2 separate regions of the Pan troglodytes genome follow, and region 1 is linked to region 2. The links are chromatin contacts, called in public HiChIP or PLAC-seq maps. All regions are on one chromosome and are shown on one strand. The core of a region is the stretch at or near the end of the contact, and the rest is flanking DNA. Distances in the headings are between cores, read along the strand shown. Region 1 holds the start of ERP29 (endoplasmic reticulum protein 29). Region 2 holds the start of LOC737952 (putative uncharacterized protein encoded by MAPKAPK5-AS1).

The links. HiChIP or PLAC-seq counts read pairs in DNA pulled down with a chosen protein or histone mark.
Region 1: an H3K4me3 HiChIP or PLAC-seq map of stem cell-derived excitatory neurons shows a contact between it and region 2, with 4 times the contacts expected there. The contact joins the promoter of ERP29 here to the promoter of LOC737952 in region 2. A contact is called at or near these places in 1 of 7 Hi-C or Micro-C datasets (stem cell-derived neural progenitor cells) and 1 of 1 datasets of contacts at active chromatin or transcription factors (stem cell-derived excitatory neurons).

Annotation. Positions count from the first base shown.
Region 1 is chr10:118,844,079-118,847,358 of NHGRI_mPanTro3-v2.0_pri, forward strand. It overlaps ERP29 (endoplasmic reticulum protein 29), which reads left to right and starts at 1,377. Exons shown (of 3, transcript XM_001139225.5): 1 at 1,377-1,780. The coding sequence starts at 1,637. It also overlaps a transcript of TMEM116 not described here.
Region 2 is chr10:118,650,677-118,654,149 of NHGRI_mPanTro3-v2.0_pri, forward strand. It overlaps LOC737952 (putative uncharacterized protein encoded by MAPKAPK5-AS1), which reads right to left and starts at 1,986. Exons shown (of 2, transcript XM_003952305.5): 1 at 555-1,986. The coding sequence starts at 1,986. The coding sequence ends at 1,567. MAPKAPK5 (MAPK activated protein kinase 5) reads left to right here and starts at 1,860. Exons shown (of 16, transcript XM_063784989.1): 1 at 1,860-1,990. The coding sequence starts at 1,955. TMEM116 (transmembrane protein 116) reads right to left here. Exons shown (of 13, transcript XM_063785002.1): 13 at 2,304-2,532. The coding sequence ends at 2,382.

The DNA.
Region 1 (3,280 bases), core at 127-2,626, 190 kb after region 2:
GCATGCACTACCACACATGGCTAATTTTTCTACTTATTGTAGAGACGAGGTTTCATTACGTTGCCCAGGCTGACCTGGGTGCTGTTTCTACACACAAATCTAACCTCACTCTCCTAGTTAAAACTTCTGGTGACTCCAAACCCTTTAGCTTGGTGAGACCCTTTCGAATCCGCCCCATGGAAGCTCAGTAATAATCAATCAAAATAAAAAAGAGCGGCAGCAGCTGCTGCGCCAGTTCGCCTTTACACAGATTCATCTCAACCAGTTCCCCAACATGCCTGTGCATAATTTTCCCATTGTTAGAAATGCCCTGTTTCTCTTTGCCTCATGCACGCCCCCTCTTATTTCAAGGTCCCGCTCAAAAGTCACCTCCTGTCTACAACTTCCTCTGATGCTCCTGAGCAGGGATGGCTGAATCTCTGTCTCTTTACAATAAGAAAATACGGTCTTTTTTTTTTCTTTTTTGAGACTGAGTCTCGCTCTGTCACCTAGGCTGAAGTGCAATGGCGAAATCTCGGCTCACCCCAACTTCCGCCTCCTGGGTTCATGCAATTCTCCTGCCTCAGCCTCTTGAGTAGCTGGGATTACAGGCACGCGCCACCACACTCGCCTGATTTTTGTATTTTTAGTAGAGACGGGGTTTCACCATGTTGGCCAGGCTGGTCTCGAACTCCTGACCTCAGGTAATCCACCTGCCTCGGCCTCCCAAAGTGCTGGGATTACAGACGTGAGTCAACGCGCCCAGCCGGAATAATATTTTACAGCAATTACACTGCACTGTTTAGATCATTATTCCTATGCCGCCTCCTGCCCCAACAAAGTGCGTGCCTTCAGCACAGAACGGTCTTGTTTCTGCTTATTCCGTAGCCCCGCAGGCGAAGCCAGAGTCTGGCACAAGCCAGGGACCGAGTGACTACCTGCGGAACAGAATGATTAGAATTGCGTCTGGGGTTCCTGGAGGGTGGGCCTTGGCTGGGCGGATCCCAGGAGCCTGGCGTCTCCCAGGGGAGGCGCTCACCTCAGATCAGGCCTAAGAGGGCCCTGCCTGCCACACTGACCGCCAAGCCTGGCCAAGAAGCTCAGGGAAGCCGCGGAGCCACTGCCCGCCTGGGTCAGGGCGGTGACGGAGCCTGACTGAGAATAACGGCTGAACTTGACTAACAGACTGACCGAGGGTTGGAGCGGGTCCCAACCAACTGCCTGACGGCCCAAAGGCAGGAAGAAACGATGGTAGGCCTTGTCATCTTCGAAGGAGAGGAAGGACAGCAAACGAATTGCTATAGCGTCCCCATGCGCACTTGGCGCTTCTCCTCAAGCGGAGCAGGAACGGAACTGGGCGGACCCGCCGGGAGACTCGGCGAGTGCGCGCGCGCAGGAGCCCATTTTCCCGCCCGCAACGTGGCCCCGCCCTTTTACCCAGGCCCTACGCGAGCTTCGCCGAGTACGCGTGCGCAGCAGCTTCCCCGCCCTCGCCCCGCCCCTCACGTGGCCCCACCCTCTCACCCTAGACAGATGGGAGCCTCCTGGGGTGTCCACGTGAGCGCGCGTGAGTCCGCCCCCCCCCAGTCACGTGACCGCTGACTCGGGGCGTTCTCCACTACCGCTTACCTACCTCCCTCTGCCGGAACCCGGCGATATGGCTGCAGCTGTGCCCCGCGCCGCGTCTCTCTCCCCGCTGCTTCCCCTTCTCCTGGGCTTCCTGCTCCTCTCCGCTCCGCATGGCGGCAGCGGCCTGCACACCAAGGGCGCCCTTCCCCTGGATACGGTCACTTTCTACAAGGTAACCGGGGCGGGGGACGTCGCGCGCAGGTGCCGCCGGGGCGCCCGGAAGAGCGCGCGCCCGTGGGGAGACGCTGGATTCCGGGAGCTGACGGGAGGTGGTCTGTAGCAACGGTCCCAGAGCTTCCCGGCGTCCTACAGGCCTAGTGGACTCTGAGCGGAGGAATGTTATGACCACCGGGCATGCACGCTTCAGGGCCCCGGCGCACCCTTGCTTTTGCAGCATTTATACTTGCATCCTCCCTTGCAAAGATGCAGCCGAGGGAACTGGGTGCCCCTTCCCTTCACCTGTGGGGAGAGGGCGGTGCCTGGCGAGATCCAACCCTCGAGTCCCAAGTGGGAGAACCGGAGGGCGGTGCGAGGTCGACGCCACCGGGCTCCCGGCTGTGGAAGCTGGGAGGGGTTGGCGGGGGGAAATGCAGGCGCGTTAGCCTGCGTGTCCGCGCCCCTCTTCCCAGGGTTGGATTGCAGCCTGCTTTGCAGTGTGCAAACAATGATCAGATATCATACATCTTGAATAGTGCAAGCGTGAAGAATAAGCTTCAGTTCAGCCACCCTGTAAAGCAGGGGTCCCCAACCACCAGGCCCGTCGGTGGCCTGTTAGAAACCGGGCCGCACAGCAGGAGGTGAGCGGCAGGCGAGCGAGCACTACAGCCTGAGCTCCACCTCCTGTTACATCAGCTGCGGCATTACATTCTCATAGGAGCACGACCTTTATTGTGAACTACGCATGTGAGGGATCCAGGTTGTGTGCTTCTTATCAGAATCTAATGCCTGATGATCTGAGGCGAAACAGGTTCATGTCGAAACCACCCAGCCCCCCCCCACTCCCCACCCCCGTGGAAAAGTTGTCTTCCATGAAACCAGTCCTTGGTGCCAAAAAGGTTGGGGATAGCTGTTGTAGGAAACATCTTGGGGTTGGCAACAAAATCAGTAAAATTGGGTCAAGGCATGGAAGAATTTGCCACTACCTCCGCCTTTCCCCCCTTCCATTTTTGCAGAATTAGGGATCCTGGCCTGGGTAAATGGACGGTTGGAAATGGTGGCTGAATGCAACACCGCAGTCCCAGTCCCCTCCTCTTGCACCTGTCTTCACCCACGAGCAGCTTTTAACTTCCTCTAGGAAATGGGCAAGCTTAGTGTTGCGAGAGAGCCAGTCATTTCATTTTCAGGTTTTGTACTCATTGTGGGGAAGTGAAACCAAGAAGTAGTTGTCTCCAGTGGTTGAAGTCTCCTATTTTCAAGCGTTCCCTGTCGTGGATTTGGCACTTGCAGCTCATTCAAGGCAAAGTTTCAAGAATTTTAAAGTGTAGGCCGGGCTTAGTGGCTCACGCCTGTAATCCCAGCACTTTGGGAGGCCGAGGCGGGTAGATCACCTGAGGTCAGGAGTTTAAGACCAGCCTGACCAACAAGGTGAAACCCCGTCCCTACTAAAAATACAAAAATTAGCTGGGCGTGGTGGCGGACACCTGTAGTCCCTGCTCCTCAGGAGGCTTAGACA
Region 2 (3,473 bases), core at 736-3,235:
ACAAAGCAGAGTGATCTTTTAAAACAAATTTGTTCACATCACTCTTTACTTTAAAACCTTACAATAGCTTAGAATAAAATCCAAAGTCCTGATTATGACCCCCAAAGGCCACATATGATGCAGCCCCTGCCCACATCTCCAACCTCATCCTTTTTATACTTTTTTTTTTTTCTTTTTTTGAAATAGAGACGGGGTTTCGCCATGTTGGCCAGGCCAGTCTCGAACTCCTGACTTCAAGTGATCTGCCCGCCTTGGCCTCCCGAAGTGCTGGGATTACAGGCGTGACCCACCGCGCCCAGCCTCCAACCTCACCCTTTATCAGTCTCCTCCTACTCGATCTACTCCAGCTACAATGACCTTCTTGCTGATTCTTGAACATATTTAGCTTATTTCCACCTTAAAATTTCTACCCATCTGCCCAGAAATCTTTCCTTGGATTTCCAATAGCCAGCCCTTTCTCATTCCTCAGGGGTCTCAGCTTAAATGTTACCTCCTGAGATTCCTTCCTTAATCATCTAATACGAAGAAGTCCCCACATCCAGTTATTCTCTTACCTCAGCATCCTGTTTATGTTCTTCTTAGCATCAGACTCGGGCTTTTTCCTGTTTATTACCTACTTCGTTTTCCTGAAAGATCCATGTGCCGGTACCATGTGTTGTTCCTACTGTTTCTCCAATGTCTAGTAGATTTGGCACATACTGATGTGCAATTAATACGTGAATGAAGAACCATTGACAGACGATTAGTCAAAAGCTCTTGCAAAGCCCTTTGATAGGTTATCGGTGGAGAGCAGGGAGCACAAACCTGGGGTCCCATTCTAGCTTGACCACTTCTCGGCTGTGCACAAACTAGTCTAGCTCTCCTGAGCCTCAGTTACCTATTTTGCAAATTAGGGATGGGAACATCCATACCTCACGACGCCAAACGGCTACCTTGTAAAGACGAAAGGAGGAAATGCAGGAAATAACTCCACGTAAGGTTAATGCTCCGTAAACAGAGCTGCTACTGCTATTATATATTCTATACAATCCTGCGCCCTTACGGCAGGACCCTTTCAGTGCTTCAGTCCTGTCTTCTCTCTCCTGGGTTGACCTCCACAGATCCTCTCAGAAGAGCGTTTTCCAGGCGTGAATCTCCGCAGAGTGGAGATAAAGGCTGAGGCCCCAACGCACGCGCACTCACGCGAGTCCGGGCCTATGACGTCATTAGCGCAGCGCCATCGCCGCGGAAGGCCCAGGGGCCTGTCCTGTATGCGGCGTGTCTTAGGGAGGCCCAGGCGGACGCCTGCAAGTCGGGTGCGCGGCTCGGGGGCGGCTCGGAAACCCCAGCGGAAGGCAGCAAGGGGCGCGTGGGGCCGTGGAGTCACGAAGCTGGGCGGCAGGAGGGGCGGCCTGGAGCTCCCGCGGGGCACAGCGCGTGCGTGAGGGCGGCCGGCGGGGCTGCCCGGCGCGGGTGTCCCGGCGATGTGTGGCGCTGAGGCGGCGGCGGGAGCAGCGGCGCCGAGCTCTGCTTCGGCTTCGGCTTCGCGGCGGTGCAGGCGGCGGAGGCGGAGGCGCAGGCTCCTCTTTAGGACCTGGCGAGCCCAGGTCTAAGCGGCGGCCCCGCGAGGCCCTTGCACAGCGCCCCGGGTCGAGGCCCTCCCCGCCTCGCCCTACCCCGGGAGCCTGCCTCCCCAGCTGGGGATGAGGCTAGGAGGCGGCCGCGCGGGGCCCAGCACAAAGACTTGTCCCCAGGGGCCGCCGCCTCCGCCGCTGCTGCTGCCGCCAGCCTAGAGCCGCCCGCCGAAGCAGAGCCGGCGCCGGGGTCCTCATCCCCACCGGTCCCGAGGGGCGGCTGCTGCCCGTCGCCACGAGGCCCAGGGGCCCGAGTGCCGAGCCCTTTGCTCCCTCGGCCGCGCGGGGACAGGGCTGCTGAGCAGCCTCCGCCTCTCCTGGCTGTGGGGGCCCCACTGAGTATGTCGGAGGAGAGCGACATGGACAAAGCCATCAAGGTAAGGGGGAGGTGCCCCCTCTTCCCCCGCGTTGTCCTGTGGCGTTCTTCTCGGCTCTAGCCTCAAAAAGCAGGGAGATTTTGCAGTGAGAGGTTCCATCGACTACCGGGTTTCGGCCTCCCCCGGATTCCGTGGATCGCGCTTTACAGCCCTGGGGCCAAGGGTATGGGTGTGGGTGTAGGTGTGTGTCCGACTCCCTCTAGCTTCCCTGGTGAGTGTGATTTGTGCTCAGCTGGAACAGAGGTGAGTGGCCTGGAGACACTATTAAGTGTCAATGAATGGGACGAAGAGAGCCCTACTACTACTACTACTACTACTACACGTTTCGATCACTCCCCAAGGCCGCCAGCATTTGCTTCCGGATGGTCTACAGAACTTGGAGAGTTGGAATTTATCCATCCCTCCCGATTTGTTTGAAATCAGCCTTCTGGAAATCTGCCGTTGGAAGAAGGTGGTTCGCCGTACAAAACCTGTCCCTTGGGGAATAGGTTGTCCTCACTTTTCCGTGTATTCTTCCCTTTTTCTTTTTCCTCTTCTTTCTCCTAGGAAGCATTGAGTTTACTTAGGAAAAGTTAACAGTTCCTGTGACTTAACTGCACTTAAACCAAAAGAAAAGCAAATGTGTGTTCGAAAATTACACAAATAAAATAAGTTTTCTAAAACCTGTTTTTAACTTTTTTTTTTTTTTAAAGGCACATTTTGCCCACTCAGTTATCTGTCTTGCCAGTTATCTGTCTTGACAGCTGTAGCTAAGAAATTAGTCTTATGAAAATTAAACATTGACGCTTAAAGTTTGATGTATTATTTACTTATTTGTAGTGTTAAGTCAACCCAGTGCATTGAATAATTTCATTTTATCTTGAAGGACAGGCATCTATTGGCAGCTTGGGGTTATTTTCCCCTTCAAGACAGTTGCTAGTAATGATTAAGAATTTACACTTCTACCAATTCTTTAGGTGGTGTATATAGTTTCTCAAAATCATCAAGTCATTCCAAAGAAACTTAACCCTTTAAAGGAGGCATCAACATATAACATATACATTAAAGAAGACCAGGTTTTTTGTCTGTCTGTTTGTTTTTGAGACGGAGTCTCACTCTGTCGCCCAGGCTGGAGTGCAGTGGCCCGATCTTGGCTCACTGCAAGTTCCGCCTCCTGGGTTCATGCCATTCTCCTGCCTCAGCCTCCCGAGTAGCTGGGATTACAGGCGCCCACCCACCACGCCCTGCTAATTTTTTCTTTTGTTTGTATTTTTAGTAGAGACGGGGTTTCACCGTAATAGCCAGGATGGGCTCGATCTCCTGACCTCGTGATCTGCCGGCCTTGGCCTCCCAAAATGGTGGGATTACAGGCGTGAGCCACCGTGCCTGGCCCAAGGAAGACCAGGTTTTAAATCATAAAGATTCTAAAAGACTGCCTTGACATATCCTTCTTTTGTTTTGAGTTTTTTTTTTTTTTTTTGAGTCGGAGTCTGGCTTTGTCATC